Linked DNA regions of Ovis aries: region 2 is linked to region 1. Evidence: chromatin contacts called from public Hi-C data. All regions are on one chromosome and are shown on one strand. Each heading gives the region's core, a stretch centred on a gene start, on an enhancer-like site or on the middle of the called end of the contact. The rest is flanking DNA. Distances are from core to core; before and after follow the strand shown. Region 1 overlaps LOC132657166 (a long non-coding RNA gene). Region 2 holds the start of SNAI2 (snail family transcriptional repressor 2).

Region 1 (6,110 bases), core at 788-3,287:
GGAAGACCTGATCCAGCCGTTTTTGTTCAATGGACTCTCGGTCGACACCAGGCACCGTTTCTCTGACTGTGCAGAGGTGGTCAGGATATCGGGGCGTGGTGGGTCTATGCCGGATCTAGACAGTCGCCTGCTCACTGAAGTGTGGTCTCAGGTCCAGAAAGATGATGACAGCACACTCAGGTCACACAGCTAGCTATACACATCTCTTAGAAAAGACTCTTTCTTCATTCTTAAAAGTCATAGACTTCCTGGAACAAAACTAGCAATTGTCTTGCACTTTTAGGGTGAGAATAAAACCTTTACAGTAACACTCAAAACCCTGAGGGAGGGTCCAGATGCAACAGCAAATGTCTCATAAATTACCAGAGGAAAGATGAGGCCTCCAGAAGGGACTCCTTGGAAAGAATTCCTCCCCAGTCCAGTGAAATCCCAGCCACGGCAAGCAGGTGGTGGCGGGCGGGGGCAGGGGTGGGGAACTGGCCGTCATCCTCCCCACATTGTCCAAGGCCTAGCTGCTGGGCTGCACAGAGAAGACACAGAGCCCTCCCCAGAGGAGCAGGCACAGGCCAGGCCCAGGGCAAGACCCCCCACGCACCCGGGAAGGGGGCCACCTTTGACCCGGGCAACCAGTGGCTCCACGCTGCCGGGGGAACCCCAAGGCAGCCTGGTGCTCACACAAGTCCATGCAGCTGGCCTTCCTGCAGCCACGCCGAGTGTTCTCACTCACACAGGCTTTGGCCGTGGCTGGGACAGGCTCCCAGGGGAGAGGCCACCCACAGAGACCTGCGTAATCAATAGCCTCCCCAGCAGGTGCTGACAGAGTGAGCTGGAGCTGGCGTGGGCTCCCTGAGAGCCTGTGGAATGCGACCCCGCCTGGGGCTGGCAGAGGGCCCGGACCCCAGCCTCAGGAGCCCCCAGTCTCAGCCGCCTGGGCCTTGGCTAGGGGTGCATGGACACACCACAACCCCCGTTTCCCCATCTGCTGGAAAAAAGTCAAGCCAGCCCGTGAGTGGAGGTTCCTCAAGGAGCCAGGCGTCTTCCTTGGGTGAACATCAACAAGGCACAGATCTTGTCCTAAAAGCGCCGGAGGACTGGTGTGTCAAGTGTGTGTGCAGATGGGAACTTGGTATGAAAACGCCACTTCCACACGTGAAGTTTAACATTTTCCTAAACTGCCACTAACTGCCTTCATTCCCTAATGGACGGAAATCAGCTGGAAAGGGCTTCATGTGAGAAAGGCAGCCTGCTATGGAAGTCTGGAATCAGAGGTGGGCAAGTGGCCCCAGGAAAGACTGGGCCTCCGTGCTTGCAGGCCCCTCCTCCCCCTCTGGAGGTCCCTCCCCATGGTTGCCTGTAACCCCCCCAGCCCCCAGCTAGGCCCCAGCGCCAGCACCAAGGGGGAGCATACCTCCACACCTGCCCACAGGCCTGCCCCACTAACCTCTGCCAAACAGAACCCCACGCCTGCCTGTGTGTCCATCCAGACCTGGGACTAAAGCAGGACTCTCTAGTTGCTGTCCAGCCCTGCAGGTGGGTCTGCTCGGACCCCATTTCTCCCCTACCCCAGCTCTGCCAGCACACCATCAAGGTGTTCCCCAAACCGAGGGGAGTGATCTGAGCCCTGTATTGGGGGCTGGAGCTGCAGGAATTTCACGACAGTGGGACTTCAAGGCAATTAGATTAAAGTATTTATGTGAACTTGTAAAGGTTTAGAAAGAAGCCGACCATGTAATTGGTGATTTACGTAACTGTAAGATTTCATTAATTCCCCTGCAAACAAATCCTTCCCAGGCTGCACATACACCCAGCTCTCTCACCTACCCAGAGAGAAATGCATTTTGCTGGGATATAGAAGTGTTTCATTCCAAATGCTATATATGTATTATATACACTCATAAATTTCTGTGTGTATTTGTATACCACATTTAACATCTCTTGCATGGACGTCCAGCTTCAAGGAGTGAGGCTCTTCTGTGCACAAGGCCCAGTCTGTGCTGATCTGTTGTTGCCCCAGGAACAGAGAAAAGGGCCCTGGCCCAGTGCCTTCTCATGACACAAACATGGGCCAGAGGGCTGCAGGCCACCTCGCCGGCGCTGTCCACCACACACAGAACAAAATGTGCAGCTATGCTTCCATCCGGCGTCTCTCCTCTTGGCCAGAGTTGTTCCCACCCACAAGGCCCAGTTCCCGGACAAGCAGTGGAGAAGGAGGGGGGCGAGGAGGGGCTCAGGCTCAGAGTAAGCACCTCCTCCAGGCAGTTCCTGGGCACCACTCCCCACAGCACGCCCAGACCTGGCCCAGCCTCCTCTGACCTCTGTGCCACCCCTCCCTGGGGAAACACCAGCCTCCCAAGGGCGCTGTGGCTCACAGCTTCTTCTGCGTCCATTCCCTCCACTTAGATTTCTGATTCACTTCCCTTCCTGAGCTCCACCAGGGCCCCTGCTCAGTTTCATCTAACCCAGGCCTCCAAGCCAGGGGGAAGCCATGTAGCTCCCAAACCTGCCCTCCATCACCAACACCCTCTCTGAGAACCACACGCCCCTGTACTGAACGAGTACCTCACACCTGCTACAGGTGCAGGACCCCAGGTGCTGCAGGCAGTCACCACCTCACTCGGGAGGACCCTCCAAACACTGGACGCTCAGCATCCCTTCACCTGTTTCACCCACCTGCTCCCACTTGGAGTCACCCTCTCAGTTGGCATCACTTTGAGAAGGAGAACTTTTAAACATAATTTTAGTATTTAACTCTGCTCTTACACTAAATTTGATTCTGCAACTATTCTAAGAATTGCTGTGTGACTCTAAATTCATGTACCTGGAAAAGCACCGAATGTGACCAAGTGTTTAACGTGCTCAAGAAGTATTTGTTCACAGAAGGATGGATGGATGAGTGAATGGATGAATAGATGGCTAAATGGATGTTTGTTGTTCAGTTGCTAAGTCGTGTCCAACTCTTTGCTGCCTCATGGACTGCAGCACACCAGACCTCCTTGCCCCTCACCGTCTCCCAGAGTTTGCCCAAGTTCATGTCCATTGAATTGGCGATGTCGATTGAATGATGGATGGGCTGATGAGTGGATGGATGGGTGGATGAATCCAACACTGAGCACTGCCAGGAATGCCAGCGTCTCCTCACTTTGGGTTACGGTTCCAGGGAGGGAAGTAAGAGATGAGGGGTATGTGGCTGCTCCTGACCCAGGGGGGCACCCTCTCCCCTTGAGGTCTCCCGTCATTTCCAGAGGGTCTGTGTGTAGAGCTTCACAACACAGCCAGGAGCCACAGGGGCTTGAGCTGACTGGAACTAAATAAAGCAGTCATCTCAATACATAATGACACTGCAGGGCACCAGCCACTCGTCCAGTGCTCAAACATTTTGTTTTTACAGGAGCCTTACTGGTTAGTGCAGAAACAGAAGTTATGTTCTGCAGGACAGAAAATGCGAAGAGACTGACAGCCCCCAGGACCCCTCCCCTGTGCCGGGACCAGCTCACCTAGAGCTCTGGCCTCGTTCCACGGTGACCAGCGCCGGGCAAGGGAAGCGGCCTTCGTGTGGGTGTATAATAGGAAACACATATCTGGCCCCCTTCTAGGCTCCCGGCACAGCACTCTGAGAACCCTTGGAATTTCCTGAGCAACGGAAGTGTCTCTCATGCTCACAACAGGGCCCTTCTGAGCAAACCCAGATTTGTGCTAATGAGGGGACTCTCGTGTGGCCCCAGGCAGCTTCAGGCCAGGCCAGGCCAGAAAAACCAAATCTGCAGTTGTCCAGGCAGAAGTGAGGGGGTCTGGTGGGTGAGCCCCTACCCACAGAGTCTGCTCTCACTCTAGGAGATGGCATCAGAACTGAGTTGTCAGCCCAGCCGGTGTCAGAGAATCAGAAAACTGATGGCTTGTGAGGAAAACCCCTTGCTGTTAGAAATGGGGGGAAAAAACAGTCCTCTATTTCCTCTCTGAACCCAGAGACTGGGGGTGGAGTTCCGGTCACACGGAGCCTGTGAGATGCTGTCCTTGGGTGGGGATTGGGGTTGGGGGGGATCCTGTGAGATGCTGCCCTGGTGGGAGGTGGAGGAGGAAGGTCCTGTGAGATGCTGCCCTTGGATGGGGAGATGCAGTTCCTGTGAGATGCTGCCCTGGTAGGAGGTGGGGGTGGTGGTCCAGTGAGATGCTGCCCTGGTGGGAGGTAGGGGTGGTGGTCCTGTGAGATGCTGCCCTTGGGTGGGGGGGATGCAGTTCCTGTGAGATGCTGCCCTTGGTGGAAGGGTGGGAGGGGGGTCCTGTGAGAAGCTGCCCTTGGTGGGAGGGGGGATCCTATGAGATGCTGCGCTTGGTGGGAGGTTGGGAGGGGGAGTCTTGGGGGGGTCTTGGGCAGGGAGGTGGGGGTGTCCTCTGGGTTCACTGGCTGCAGGTGGCACAGAAGGCTCTGCGTTCCTGCCAGAGGCCAGTGGCTCCAGGTGACCTTTCCTGCAGTTGTATCCACCCTGACTAGCTGAGCTTGACTCAGTAGATGATGGACTGGGCAGAACCAGCATGGTTTCACAGGGAGGATGTATGTTCTGACCTGAGAATTGTGAAAGCTATTTTCAGTTTGAGAGAGGAGGACATTTTAAATGCTTCTGCCAAAAACAGTAGATTTATGCCCTCTTTTCTTTAAATACAGGTAGAATGAAACCCAGGAATAAAAATGGCAATAATACAAAATGTTTTTCTAGGATCTTGCTTTCTGGATTTTCTCTCGGGGTTGAGTCTCCACTCAGACAAGCTAGGAACTTCTGCTCGAGAACACTAGGGCTGCTGTCCACCCCATGGAGGGCCAGACCCCCGACCACGGGCAGAGCTGTCCACCCCATGGCTCTACCCACCTGGACGTGCTCCTCTGAGAGGCCCCAGCATCAGCAGTGCAGGAATCGCACCTGCCCCCACCCCCACCCCACCCATCCCACCAAGAGAAACGCTTGACCTTCTGTCCCTCGTCCACTCAAGACACCAAGGGGCTGGGCTTTGGGAGTGTGTGTGCAGCTGTCAGGGTGGCAGTGAGCAGCCTGACCACAGCCACCCAGAGATCCAGGCACAGCCCTTCACACCGTCCCCAACCCCTGAGAGCCTGACCACAGCCACCCAGAGATCCAGGCACAGCCCTTCACACCATCCCCAACCCCTGAGAGCCGGGTGGCGGCTCCAGGGTTCCTGCAGCCCTGTCCCTCTCAGGGTCGTCACCGCCACAGATTCCAGGTCAGTGCGCTCCACCAGGCCTGGCCCTGGCCAAGCGAGAAGCAGGCGGGGGCCCCCTGCCACCCCCACCCCTGCACCAGGTACCCTGGCATCAAGTAGGCATGTCTCCACTCTCCCCCACCCACCCTTTAATGAAAGGAGCTCTCCCCTCCAGAATCAGAAAAATCAAGACCTTCCCAAATGCTCCCCTAGGGATCAGGACCAGCAGCCCGGGCCCAGCGGGCCCACAGCAGCCCATCCCCGCAGAATCCTCAGACAGCGTTTCCGTCCAAGAGAGTGAGTCAAGGCCAGACAGGGATGGCGCCTGGACTCCAGCTCCTGGCCTGGCCGCCTCCCTGCAGATCTGCACCTCAACACTCCCGCCCAGCTGGGACAACCCCCGCCAGCCAGGGCTGTCGGCGCCAGACTGCGGAGTAGGTGAAAGTCCTGGACCCTTCACAGAAAAGTCAGTCCTTGTAAAACGTCCAGGGTGTTTTCGTTAGCCCCACAGGGAGGCCGCAGCTCTGCCCCTGCGAACGGGCAGCAGGACTTTCTTGGACGCTGAAGCAAGCCGCCCATACAGCCCGACGGGAGGTTAGCCTCACAGCCCACAGAAATACAGACCGCAAGCTGACGAAACAGATGCATCAGAAGGAAGACAGCGCAAAGCCACTCCCACTGGGCCATGCCAGGCCCTGGACAGTGATCTCCAAAACGCCAGGGGGCAGAGTGTTTGACCCCCTGGTGTCCTCTGAGGACAGAGTCGGATGGACGGAGGGACGAGAGGCCACTGAGAACGTGCGGGGAGGGGCATGTTTGTAGAGACGCCCCATGGGCAGCCACACCTGGCTCCCCTGAGGGAAGAAATATGGTCCGGCTCTAGCTCTCACTCATGAAGA
Region 2 (5,383 bases), core at 1,833-4,332, 250 kb before region 1:
ACAGACCTGAGATGCACTCCCAAACCTCATGCATCTACTTTACTCCCCAAATTGGCAAGGCAAGAATATGTCTTTCACAGAAAAGCCTGGGTCTGGGAGAAACCCCACTGGCACAGGGAGCCGTGGGGAAGGGCTGGCCCCCAACGAGGTCACAGAGTTGTCTACAAGTCTTCTCCATCAGCTTCTTCAGAAAACAGAGCAAAGGAGAGACTGCCTGCTAAGCCACACCAGGTCCTGACTAATAAACTTTGTGATGAGTAAGGAACCAGGTGATGTGGGCCTCCCCACAGATCACAGGTAAGGCGAGGCACTCCTACCAGTGGGACTCAGCCACGGGGTGGGTATTGTTAGAGCCCCACTTCCTCCAGGAGAACCGAGATTCTCTGGGGCGTCAGAGCCAGGGAGCCTGGACACTGCCCTCAGACCATCCACCCTCCCCTCACGTCTCTGCCCCACATCAGAGCCACCCTGAGTCTGTCCCCACTTTGTCCCTTGTCGGGGGGCACACCTGTGCCCCCAGCTGCTCCCTGACTGGGCTGTGAGTCAGTAACATCTCGGGACAAGTGTCCTTCCTCACTGTTCCTGGCCACCTAAGCCATCAGCCCAGGACTGGTTTCTTGCTGAATAAGACCCAGGTTGGGAGTGTGCTGCCCCAATGACATGTGTAAGCCAGGGGTCCTTGCCTCCATGCAGGCCTCTGTGCTGGGCAGTGACTGCCCCAGTGACACATGGAAGCCAGGGGTCCATGCCTCCATGTAGGGCTCTGTCCTGGGCAGTGACTGGGCCAGTTTCTGGCCCACATGAGAGGAACCTCCACAGGTCTGACCAGAATCCCTGCAGTGGGTCTTCTCGCGGGGGGGTGTCCCAATGGTCCCCTCCATCCTGCCATCCTCACCAGCCCCAAGGTGTCTCAGCGGGGCACCTGTGCCCTGACTCACCTGGGGCTGGCCCTTCCTGCAGCAGAGCGGACCTCACACAAGCCTGGCAGACCTGTGCAAGAACACGCCTCAGACAGGCTCCTGACACCCTCGCAGCCCAGCACGTCCCGGCTCGGAACACGTCCCAACTCTGCCCGATGTCCACGTGATGAGGCATCTGTAACCCAGATTCAAGGGCTTTCCCTTGAGGAGTGAAATACTGTTCAACTCTTAGAGCAGATTGTTCACATACACACTTAAGCAGGTCATCCTGTGCCATAATTATCAACCAACAAACACACACCAGAATGCCTCCAGCCCCCTCACTGTGCTGAGCAGACTCAGGGTGGAGCTGAAGGGGGAAGTCAGTGCATTGGCATCTGGGTTTTCTCAAGGGGGTCGCGTCCATGAGAAAGTGCCTCCTGCAGGAAGCGGGCTGGGAGGGACGAGGAGAGCTCCTGTCCCAATAAACCGGCCAATCTGAAATGAAAGTGCTAGTCGCTCAGTCGAGTCCAGCTCTTTGAAACCCACCCCATGGATTGTAGCCTGCCAGGCTCCTCTGTGCATGGAATTCTCCAGGCAAGAATACTGGAGTGAGTAGCCACTCCCTCACAAAACAGAAGTTCGGAAAGTTGCTCTGGGTTATCCTGCAGTTCACGGTTTGTGGAGGACTCTGATGCATATTCATATTTTCCTGGCACCCATGAAAACTGCTTCTTTCAACATAAAGTTTCATCTAAATTCCTTTCTCTGGTGTTTGAACCAGTGACTGTTAGGAGGAAGGTAAAGGGATCCTGCACAATAGCGAGGCAGCTGGGGCCCCGCCCTCCCTGCCGCCTCACCGCAAGATTAAGAAGTTATGTGCCAGACATGCGCCTTCCTCTTGCAAGTCTTGACTTCAACTGTTATTTTTCCACTTTTTTTTTTTTTCTCCCAGCACCTGTTCGAATCAAGGGTAGGGTGGTCTGATTGCAAATTTGTTCTTTCCTTAATCTTTAAGCAAGAGGTGGAAAGGAGAAGAGATGCTTGAAAACATGGTTGAAATGTCATTTTTACAACCAGCCACTTTAGTGTATTTTTAGACTCAATACCGTACACAAAATCAAGGTGTTTTTGCTAGTTACCCGGCTAGTTTAGAAACTCAAGCGCTAGAGGAGGCACCCTTTCCTTACAAACGCCACACAGGAGAGGGGCAGAGAGATGATGCGGTGACTTTATACTGAAAAAACAGCACCACAGAAAGCAAATAAATGTTTGAAACTATTGTCCCTAACGGCCCATTCAGGCTTTTTTCCATTAAAAAAAAAAAAAAAAACCTAATGATGCGTGAAAAGATAGAAGCGCTTCTCAGAGGCCTCTGGGAGAGGGTTCCAGATTCCCACGACAGGGACCTTAGTTCATCCTTCCCTCTCATCCTGGGGGGCCTGCTTCTCCCTGAACGTGGGTCCTTTGGGGGCCACAAAGCGCTTCTTTCAAGCCCCAAAGTTAACAAGTGACACGACCGCTTTATTTCCCGAGGAAGCGCCCCTCTTCCCCACCCCGAGCCGCCAGGACACGAAGCGCATCCCCAAGCGCGCGAAGCAGGCGGGTCTCGACCCGGGCTGCCCCCTTGCAGGCCCGCGGCTCACTCACTGGGGCTTTGTCCTCGCCGCTACCTTCCTTTTTCAAAAGCCAGGAGTGAATTGCTCCGTCCCTGTGCGCGCCAAAGCTCTCCAAAGCCGCGAGGCTCCGGGAGCCTAGAGCCCAGCCTTCCTAGCCGGCGCGGAGCCCGCACCTGAAAGCCAGGCCCGGCCGGCGGACTCAGCGCGCCCGGAACAAGGACGCCCGGCTCTGCGATCAGGAAGGAAAACGACCTCTCCCGAAAAGACTGAAGCACTTTTTTCCTCTCCACTGAAAGCTCGGGGCACAGCCCATTTTGAACCAGAATAATTTAGTCTGACAACAGATTCCTCCTCTGCTCACAGCTGGCCCAGAGGGAGGAGCTGAAATCTGAACCTCTCGGCTGTGATTGGACCCTTCTCGCAAAAGAGAGGAAAAAAAGGCCTCCCCGCCGCCACCGCGGGCTCAGTCCGCGAGGAGCCCGCGACCTGGCGGCGCCGCGCGCGCACCTGCGGGGCAGAGATGCTGTAGGACCGCGCGCCCCGCGCCCCGCGCCGCCGCCAGGATGCCGCGCTCCTTCCTGGTCAAGAAGCATTTCAACGCCTCCAAGAAGCCCAACTACAGCGAGCTGGACACACACACAGGTAAGGGGCGGGGTGGGGGTCAGATGTCCGCATCTCAGTCTGTAAATAGGTAACGACAGGGGTGTGCCGCCGCTCGACTTTGATACGAAAGAGCTGGACACCCAGGCTATCTGCTCCCGAAAGAGCGGTCCTTCCTCAGATCGTTTGGGCTCGGGTTTAATTCAAAACTTCCACACTCTGAGCTGGCGAGGAGATCTTCCCTGGGCTCTTGCGACGTCACGTTCCGCAGCGTGTACATACTTGCATAATGAGGACGTGGAGGCTGGGTGAGGCAGTGGGTGAACGTTGAATTATTGCCTTTTTCATGTAATAAGGCTCCTTTCCTCCAGAAAGCGGCTTGATTTACGCCAATCCTTGTACTTACCGGCGTGAGCCAAGCAAGTACCCCACGCATAAGATGGAAGAGAACTTTTCTGTATCTTTAGAAAGTGGGTAGGTTTCCCCCTGCACTCGCTGGTCGGGCAGCCCCCCACACTCGGTCGTGTGCGGGGCCGGGGGTGGGGGGGGGTGCACAAATGAGCCTTAAGCGCAGTGACCCCGAGCAGCAGCGGCGGAAAACTAATGTCCTCCCAGCGCCTGCCTGCTCCTGGGGAGTCTGTCTCCTCGTTCCCTGCGCAGGCAGCCTGGCTCGTCACTGCGCTTTCACGGTGCCCTCTGTCTCACGCCCCGCTCCTCTCCTTTCTCCGCAGTGATTATCTCCCCGTGTCTCTACGAGGGCTACCCGGTGCCTGTCATCCCGCAGCCGGAGGTCCTCAGGTCGGGAGCCTACAGCCCGATCGCCGTGTGGACCACCGCCTCTCCCTTCCACGCCCCGCTGCCCGCCGGCCTATCCCCTCTGTCCGGATACCCCGCATCCTTGGGGCGCGTGAGTCCCCCTCCTCCGTCCGACACCTCATCCAAGGACCACAGCGGCTCCGAGAGCCCCATTAGCGACGAAGAAGAAAGGCTACAGTCCAAGCTTTCAGACCCCCACGCCATCGAAGCTGAAAAGTTTCAGTGCAATTTATGCAATAAAACCTATTCGACCTTCTCAGGGCTGGGCAAACACAGGCAGCTGCACTGTGACGCCCAGTCCAGGAAATCCTTCAGCTGTAAGTACTGTGACAAGGAATACGTGAGCCTGGGCGCCCTCAAGATGCACATTCGGACGCACACCTTACCTTGTGTCTGCAAGATCTGCGGCAAGGCGTTCTCCAGACCCTGGTTACTGCAAGGACACATCAGAACTCACACTGGTAAGAGAAACACATAGTCAGGGTGTCGCCGTCCAGCAGAAGGAAGCTCTGGGCTGGCTGTCCGATTTGCCTTAAGTGGTGACACAGTACTTTTGATGATGGATGTTCGGTTTTAGCTACTTCCTGACGACTCAAAAAGTCGTCAAAGCACAAAGGGCTCCACTGCTTGCTCACAGCCTCTGCTCCCGAGACTGCAAACAGCATTTAGACTTTGGAAAGTTAGATTCAGGAGGTTTGGTCTCAAAGATCAATTAGCAAATCAGGAGAGATGTGCTTGGAGGTGTGTTCTGTGAAATGTCTCCCAATGATTAGCAAATACAGATGTTGTTCTCCCAATCAATTGATTAGGCAGACGGACCGATGAAGTTTTTGGTTCTTGGGTTTTTGTTAGCTACATTCTTGCTGTGCTGTCTCTCACCCACATCAAGTTGGATAGTGAGAGCTGAATTTGCTTTCCGTTGTTTGCTTTTGTTTTGTTTTTGCTGCTGAGTTTTCTATTCCTAGCACAAAATCACCCTGCCAGGAGCGGGGGCACTCACCCAGGCTTAGTCATAATACAGAAGGAGGGAAAAGGGGAACTGTTGGGAAACCTGGGGAGGAGCTGGCCGTTAGCTGCACCTGCCGAAGAAGAGAACTTGAACAAGCCAAGTCCTAGGATGACAGGAATTATTTCTCTAGGACTGGCAGCAGCAATTATATATTTTTTTAACTTTTTAAATTTGATTTTTTTTAAGTGCAACTTTCGCATTTGTCTTAAAGGGCCAGACATTGAAACAAATATCGATTAAGGGGGATTTGAATCAAGTTTTGCTCCTTCTCATGCTTTTGGCAAAGTGTGAAGATTGCTGTAAGCCTCTTCTGGATTTGCATTTCCTCTGAAAACACTGACCATCTTTCTTTCTCCCCACCCTGCCCCACCCGCCAGGGGAGAAGCCTTTTTCCTGCTCTCACTGCAGCAGGGCCTTCGCAGACAGGTCCAATCTGAGGG

What was found. Hi-C and Micro-C count contacts between places; a contact is called where the count stands out from the background.
Region 2: a contact with region 1 is called in a Hi-C map of hypothalamus, with 4 times the contacts expected there. The contact joins the promoter of SNAI2 here to the enhancer-like site in region 1. A contact is called at or near these places in 6 of 16 Hi-C or Micro-C datasets (hypothalamus, liver, mixed tissues and 3 more).

The regions. Positions count from the first base shown.
Region 1 is chr9:32,695,673-32,701,782 of ARS-UI_Ramb_v3.0, reverse strand. All of the region lies in intron 1 of LOC132657166 (a long non-coding RNA gene), which reads right to left. Among named protein-coding and RNA genes, the nearest start is that of UBE2V2, 86 kb to the right of the region's middle. Within about 2 kb of position 2,037, at least 17 of the 54 cell types and tissues checked have an H3K27ac peak or open chromatin away from gene starts, as enhancers often do. A contact at or near this core is called in hypothalamus and tail adipose tissue, where this site is marked.
Region 2 is chr9:32,951,240-32,956,622 of ARS-UI_Ramb_v3.0, reverse strand. It overlaps SNAI2 (snail family transcriptional repressor 2), which reads left to right and starts at 3,082. Exons shown (of 3, transcript NM_001126342.1): 1 at 3,082-3,160; 2 at 3,850-4,395; 3 at 5,321-5,383. The coding sequence starts at 3,082.